Regions from separate parts of the Sus scrofa genome. Here region 1 is linked to region 2. A link is a contact called in public Hi-C data. All regions are on one chromosome and are shown on one strand. Each heading gives the region's core, a stretch centred on a gene start, on an enhancer-like site or on the middle of the called end of the contact. The rest is flanking DNA. Distances are from core to core; before and after follow the strand shown. Region 1 holds the start of DYRK2 (dual specificity tyrosine-phosphorylation-regulated kinase 2). Region 2 overlaps LOC102166619 (a long non-coding RNA gene).

The links. A called contact is a pair of places that touch in the nucleus more often than the background predicts.
Region 1: a contact with region 2 is called in a Hi-C map of skeletal muscle, with 6 times the contacts expected there. The contact joins the promoter of DYRK2 here to the enhancer-like site in region 2. A contact is called at or near these places in 4 of 5 promoter capture datasets (fetal liver, fetal skeletal muscle, liver and 1 more), 13 of 47 Hi-C or Micro-C datasets (brain, embryonic fibroblasts, fetal heart ventricle and 6 more) and 1 of 2 datasets of contacts at active chromatin or transcription factors (skeletal muscle).

What each region holds. Positions count from the first base shown.
Region 1 is chr5:32,045,956-32,049,527 of Sscrofa11.1, forward strand. DYRK2 (dual specificity tyrosine-phosphorylation-regulated kinase 2) reads left to right here and starts at 1,659. Exons shown (of 3, transcript XM_021091961.1): 1 at 1,659-2,124; 2 at 2,736-2,884. The coding sequence starts at 2,076.
Region 2 is chr5:32,274,877-32,278,638 of Sscrofa11.1, forward strand. The region is part of intron 2 of LOC102166619 (a long non-coding RNA gene); the gene reads right to left. Among named protein-coding and RNA genes, the nearest start is that of IFNG, 210 kb to the right of the region's middle. Within about 2 kb of position 2,470, at least 2 of the 83 cell types and tissues checked have an H3K27ac peak or open chromatin away from gene starts, as enhancers often do. A contact at or near this core is called in skeletal muscle, where this site is marked.

The DNA.
Region 1 (3,572 bases), core at 409-2,908, 230 kb before region 2:
CATTGAGTATGTTTCCCCAAGTGCCTTTGAATGTCTTAGCTTCTGATGACAAACAAAGGGGAATATTTCCTGCTGGGACCAGAGCAGATCATAATTCTTTTTTATAAAGGCTTATTATTGGATTGACAGTTCCACTGTGTCTCTATTAGGAGAAGGCAGCAAGAGGATTTTTTAGAGGGACATGTCAAGAGGCACAATTCTTCTCTTTGCCGCCTATTCCCTCTGCAAATACACCCTATACTTGTTCCCCCTGATAGAGCTTTGCAGACTCTGAGAGGGTCACACTGTAACTTTGAAACATTCATTTGGGGGCATTTGTATAAAGCTGAGTGTGATCTTGCTGGGAGGTTGTTATGACAATTTGCAAACAGTAGAGGCGATGGGACTCCGCAGGAGGTGGCCCGGTTGTGATTTGAGTCTATACTAGCTTCTGCCTGCACACTTGGTCCAGCCAGGGGCCCTAGGATACATAAGACAGATGATAATGGACCCAGGTCCCCAGAACTTCAGAAATCTGGCACCTCTCAAAAAGCGCAAGGCAAGGAGTGTTGCAGCTCCGTCATCAGGGATTGCCTGACCTCCTCTACCCCTTTTGAAGTGACAAAAACCTGTGACCTTTGGATAAAGGCGCGTGTCATGTATGACAGAGGCGGGTTCGAGATGCGCAAGCAGTTTTTCAGTCTGCAAGGGTAAGAGGCTGTATATGGCAAATGAAGAGGACGGGGAAATTCTCTGCGTGTCTTGTCTGGGAAGAGGAAAAAGACTTGGATGTAAAGAATTAAAGGTGTCTCTCAGGAAGGTGTGTCTCTCCCATGGGCAACGCAGGGGAAAGACTCTGAGTAGTGAGGAAATGGGAGGTGTCTCTGATGTTTATTTTTGCCTAGCAACCCACAGCCAACTGCTTCCCCGGCAGCCGTCCACACGCGCCTCTCAACCTCCCCTTGTCCTAGCGACTGGAGAGCGGTCACTCGGTGTCAGTAAATCGGGGAGGGAGTGTGTGTGGTAGAGGTGGAGGTGGGAGGTGCAGCCCTCTCCTCGGCCCACTTTCGGGGTCACCAGGCTAAGGCAAGGCCCTCCATCGGGCTGGGTTTACCTTACCGAGGTGACCCTCGCACAATTAAGTTATGTACATGATGACTTGTGGGAAGGGGGTGGTTAAGCCACTGGGACCGGGAAGGCGGGGGTGGGGGGGCAGTATTGTTTGTGAGCGGCCTTTTAAGTTAGGAAAGCTGAAAATGCATGTGTTTGGGGGCGCTCTCGGAAGGGGAGGGCAGGGTCTCTGCAGCGATTTCGGTGGGAGGGAAGCAGCGGTAGGTTGCGCTGTAGGGAAGGCGGGGTGCAGCCGGGGCGGGCGAGGCCGAGGAGGAGTAGGGAGGGGAGGGGAGTAGGTTGTTAGCTGGGGAGCCGAAGGGAGAGGTGCAGATGGCCGGAGGGAAGCTGAGGGCGAGCAAGTGGAGGCGGCAGAGTTTTCCAGCGCGTGGAGGGGTGGCTATGCAGATGATTGGGTGGCAGGGAGGGACTCCGGTGGGTGGCTGGGTGGGGGAGGGGTGTGCGCGAGAGTGTGTGGCGCGGCTGGGGGGAGTCCGGGGGCGGGGCCTGCTTGGCAGCGGAGGGAGCGGGGGCGGGGCTGCCCTCCCCGGCCGCGCGGCGCGCGGGCGCCTGGCGAGTGTGCGCGGGGGCGCGCGTGCGCGGCCCGGGAGGAGGCTCCCGAGCGAGTCGGCCGAGGCGGCGCAGCCCGCTCCCCCGCGCCCTATGTGAGGGAATCGGGGAGGCCCGCGGCGCGCCGGGGAGGGCGAGGCATGTGCACGGGCCGGGGGGTGCTGCGGCCGCCCGAGGAAGAGGAGGACGGCGGCGGCGGCGAGGAGAGTGGAGGGCTCGCGGCGGCGGGCCCGGGCGGAGGGGATGCAGTGGACTGTGTGTGTCTGGCTGTAGCTGACGCGAGGCGGCGAGGAGGCGCCGGAGATCTGCGAGAAGGGCGACCGGGAGGCGGCGGCGGTGGCGGCCGCGAGAAGTAGCAGCAGGACGGGCGGCGGCGGAGACGGCAGCCCTGAGATGCATTTTCCTCTCCAGCGGCCATGTTAACCAGGAAACCTTCGGCCGCCGCTCCCGCCGCCTACCCGACCGGTAAGGAGGCCCGGGCCCCGCGCCGCCCTGGGCTCCCGCCCCCGTGGCCCCAGCCGGCCCCCGGGCCGGCCCTCGTGGCGCGGGAGCCTGCTGCCAACGGGACCTCGAACAAAGTCTGCGCCGCGGCGGGGCGGCTGCAGGGATCCTGGGGCGGACGGCGCGCCCTCGCCTCGGCTGGGCTCATTGTTGCACGCGGGCCCCCGAGGCTCCCCCGAGCGGGCCGGCAGGGGCCGTCCGGGGCCTCCCCACCCGGGGCTCGGCGAGGCGGTGGCGGCGCCCAGGCTGGCGGTGCAGCCCCTGTCCCCGCCTGCAGCTGCCAGCAACGTGTGCCGCCGGCCTCGCCCCTGCCGGGCTCCCCTGAGGGGTCACGAACTCGCCTGCGCGCGGGGGCCCGACTTAACTTTGCAGCAGCCTGAGCCCCGCCCGCGGGGGCGCGCCGGGGATCCGCGTCCCCGGCCTGCCAACGCTCCCCGACCGCCCGCGTTTACTGTCCCGGCTCTGCCCGGGGGAGAGCGGGCTCCGCAGCCCAGAGGGGTGGGGCGGGGCCACGGGGTCCGGGTGACTTTCTTCCCCTTGACCCTCTTTTGTCTCCTCCCGCGCGTGGCTGCCAGGCCGAGGAGGGGACAGCGCCGTTCGTCAGCTTCAGGCTTCCCCGGGGCTCGGTGCAGGGGCCCCCCGGAGCGGAGTGGGGACCGGCCCGCCCTCCCCCATCGCCCTGCCGCCTCTCCGGGCCAGCAACGCTGCCGCCGCAGCCCACACGGTGAGATCCAGCCCGCGGGCAGCGCGAGGAGACGGGGCGGGAGGGGTCCGGGGCACGAACCCTCGGACTTGGGGGATCCTGCGGCCGGGAGAGGATATAGAGGTCGAAATGCGAGTGTCTCCACGCCCCTGGCCAGTGGCGTCTCCGGGACGCCGCCCTCTGGAACTTGGGCGAGCCCAAAGCTGCAGCCACAAAGGAAGATTCGTGGCGTGGGCCCCTCACTTCCCCTCCGAAGCCCGCCCACCCCTGCCCTTCTTTTCCTCGGCACTTCCTCCTAACTGCTTTCCTTCTCTCTTCTCCCTTTTTTTTCCGTCCCTGCTTCCCAGCGCTCCTTTTCCTGACCCGGTAAACACCCCCCCACCACCACCGCCACCACGTTGGGTAGTGGGTATTTATAGAAGCATATGTGTTAGGGGACAGCCAGGCCGTCCTGCCCGGAAAATCGATCCCCAAAGAGCCTAGGAGGCCTGGCTCCAGCCAGCAGGGAGCACTGCCAATTGTCCCCCGCGTGTGGAAGCATGTTTTATGAGTGCTACAGGTTTGAGCACAGCAGAAATTATAATTAACATTGACAAAAATACGAGCCACGGCAGCAGTCAAAACAACAAGCCATCCCCGTAGGATTCTGCAGTTGGATATTGTTCAAAAGGAAAGGGCCGGCTTCGCCTCAGAGGGAGGTGGGAAGGGC
Region 2 (3,762 bases), core at 1,220-3,719:
GGTCCTGTTGCAAAGTCAGTTCTCAAAAACAGTACATGCTGGGGGGAGCAGCCCATCATGGAAAGAGGCTTGAGCACAGAGGCCAAGCTTAGGGAACAATGGAATAGAGACAGGCCAGACAGGATAGGCCATCCAGAGCACTGCCCAGAAAAATTCCCGCCACCTCTGCCAGTTTCTGAACTGCTCGTGTAGGGGGATTTCTGCTCTTACTCAATCAGCTGGTTTATCTTCCCCCAAATGGTATGTTGAGAGGAGGCTGTTTAGTTGCCAGCTAAATCAGCCTCTCCGGCTACTGATATAGCAGCTTTCACAAACATAAAAGTTGAAAAATAAAGCTTGGCAAATTGGTTCTACTTTTCAGGAAAATGATGGATCATATTACAGACAGAGATTTCTGTCTATCATGTAGACATATATTTCTGTCTACAATATATGTCTATAATAAGAGATTTCTGGGAAGAAATATAGCAGAGACTCTGTCATGGTATCTTTTGGAGGAGGCAATGGGACCCCCCTCATGACCTCTGTCCCACAATTGAGGGAACACTGCTCTGTAACTCTATGAACATAGACACAGTAAATTGTTGTTACTGGAAGTGAGGTGTACACACACACTGATGCATGTGCAAAAGCAGACCCATTTTCAAGCAGTCAAATGCAAGGACAAAAAAAAAAATCTGATTACACAACCACAGTGTTTATCAATTTTTCCAAAAAGACACAAACACTTAAATTTGCCTAACAATGATGTTGACTTAAGTCAGTTGCTGAATTTTTAAACTTCATTTATTACTCGTTTTTGATAAATGATCATGGGTGTTTTTAAGAACAGCAACTCTTGAACTAAAGGGTTCTCATTATTCAAGGAATAACAGGGCAAACCCTGCTTCATGTCCTTCAGGATTTTTAGAGACTACAATTGCCAATATAAGTAAAAATATACAAAACAAAACAACACTTAAAATATCACCCACCTCTGATAATGCTTTTGGTGCCTCTGTCATCTCAGGAATCGGAAATCCTGTGCCAATTTCTGTCATGGCTCAGTGGTTAACGAATCCGACTAGGAACCATAAGGTTGCGGCTTCAATCCCTGGCCCCCTCTGTGGGTTAAGGATCCGATGTTGCCGTGAGCTAGGATCCCAAGTTGCTGTGGCTGTGGTGTAGGCCAGCGGCTACAGCTCTGATTGGACCCCTACCCTGGGAACCTCCATTTGCCATGGGTGCGGCCCTAGAAAAGACAAAAAAAAAAAAAAAATTGGAGTTCCTGTCGTGGCGCAGCAGAAACAAATCCATGAGGTTGCAGGGTTGATCCCTGGCCTCGCTCAGTGGGTTAAGGATCTGGCATTGCCATGAGCTATGGTGTAGGTCGCAGACGAGGCTTGGATACCACATTGCTGTGGCCGTGGTGTAGGCCGGCGGCTACAGCGCAGATTAGACCCCTAGCCTGGGAACCTCCATGTGCCATGGGTGTGGCCCTAAAAAGACAAAAAAAAGCAAAAAAAAAAGTTAAAAAAAAAAAAAGAAATTCTATTCCTTTAGTTCCTTGGGTCATCTCAGGGTTCAACAAGGCTGACCAATCTCAGGCCCTGGTGTTCTCCTAACTCTCTAGAGATCTGCAAGAACTGTGCTCCCAACCTTCATCCTGGTTACACCCAAGGTCATCCTCAGGCATAAACTGACTAGCCAAAGTAATGGATCAAGTACATCAGAAGTTTTCCTCTTTGCATTTGGCTAAATCCCAATTGTCTATTTGCAAAAGGAGTGGTCTGTAGAAACAGAACTGATGGATTCTATCAGCAAATGGATTACTTGCAAGGATGCCTCACCTCTAAAATGCTTGCCCCAGGGAACACACTACAAGGCATGGTGAGTGCTAGGGTTTAGATCTGTTCACAATGGATTTAAATCTGTCCACGTTTGCTCTCTGACTCAGGAAGGACAGCAAAAGGCCTGAGGACTGGATGAAGGTGAACAAGAAACTGGCTCTCTTCTTCTCTGGAAATTGAGGTGTCCTCAGCCAGGTTAGAACACAGGATCGAGAAAAATCACCATAGCGGTTTTTTTTATTCTTAATGGAAATGACTTAGTTATATTGTAGAAAAAAGTTTTAAACATTGATCTCCCCAATAAAAGAGATAAACTGGATACATGCAAGTGGACAACAGGCAGGGGCCAGCAAATTCATTACTGGTTTCACCACTTCTTAGATAATGTGTCCATGGCCAGATCTCTTAATATCTCTAAACCTTAAGTTTTCTCACCTCTAAAATGGAAGTTTGGTGCTATACTAATTTTAGGGAAGGAAAAAAAAAAGCGTCTATATGCATCCCTAAAACAAAAAGAGTGCCTAATGTTAAGTTTCCTCATCTCCCCTTAAGAGGAACATTTGTCAGATCAGAAGATAATATTAGTAACCACAGAAGGTCCTGCAAGGTCAAGTTTTACCTCTGACGTCTCAAACTGCTTACGTAATGGTACTTAAACCAGAATCATGTGGAAGCCCAATTAAAAGCACATTGCCTTCCTATACTAGGACACTGGGATGCAGCAAGTTTGGGGAGGAATCTGCATTTTAACAACCTTGCTGATAATCTGGAAGTTCACCAAAGCCTGAAACCCAATAGGTTAGGGCGATGTCAATATAATGACAGAAAATAGTCGTTTTGATTTACTCTAATAATTTTATCTTTAAAGTAGATTAAAAGATATATTCGATCCGTTAATAAAATTGCAATTCTAAAAACTCTATGTAAGTATTGCCTAAATCTCTTAGTGCTTCAATGTAGCTAAGCCATGAGGTAGAAACCGTAAAGCTTGCTGATTTCACAGACGGTAAAATTCCAGTTCAAATGTCATGCCTCTCGGGGAAGTCTCCCTGACTATCTCAGCCCCTTTTGTGGGATTAATCAAATCTTGTGGTTTCTGGCTCTTAGCAAATTGTATTTCCATTCACTGCCTACATGGTTTCTGGAGGGGGAAACATTAGTCATGCGATCTGCTCCCCCCTTCAACATAGTACCAGCTACATAGTAAGCCTTAAGTAAATGCATGCTGAATTTCACTATAAATTTCTTAAATGAACTTACACTTATTTTATAAAATTAAGAATATGTAAAAAATTTAGACATAACTACTGGCAACACTTTGAAATAACTGTTTGAATTTGCAAGTCCATTAACCTCTTTCAGAAAAAAAATGTTTCCTAATCTCACGTTTTCTCTTAGGAAGGAAAAATGAAGCAATTTGCTCACAAACTTCCCCTTAAATTAAACATTGATTTAGCATCTCTTATTGAATATAATCCCCTCTTCTCTGCTGTGTGACTTCTTTTAAATGGGCTGGCAATGGATGAATAATAAGCAACTCCTTTTACAAATATTTAAAGACACCACTCAAACAAAACAAAAACCTCTTTCCACATCAATTTAGTGAGCCCTTAATTATTCTTCCTAAGCACACAGGATCATAAAAGGCAGACTGCGCACAGTTTCCCTCCTGCTGAAATGACATGAGAGAAGATTTTAGGGAAGTGCTGAAAGGAATCAGTAATTGCCCACTGACTTGTCATGCACGTATATTAGTAGATGAACCAGAAGCAAAGCAGCAACAGTAGCAACAGTGCTGAGTTTTGTGGTGGCTTCCATAAACTGGTCCCTGTCCTTAGGGAACCCATCATCTCTGGAAAAGACCTATACATGAACAGTTAATTACCAGGGAAGGTGAGAAATACTCTCTGGAACATATAGAGCTGTGCTATGG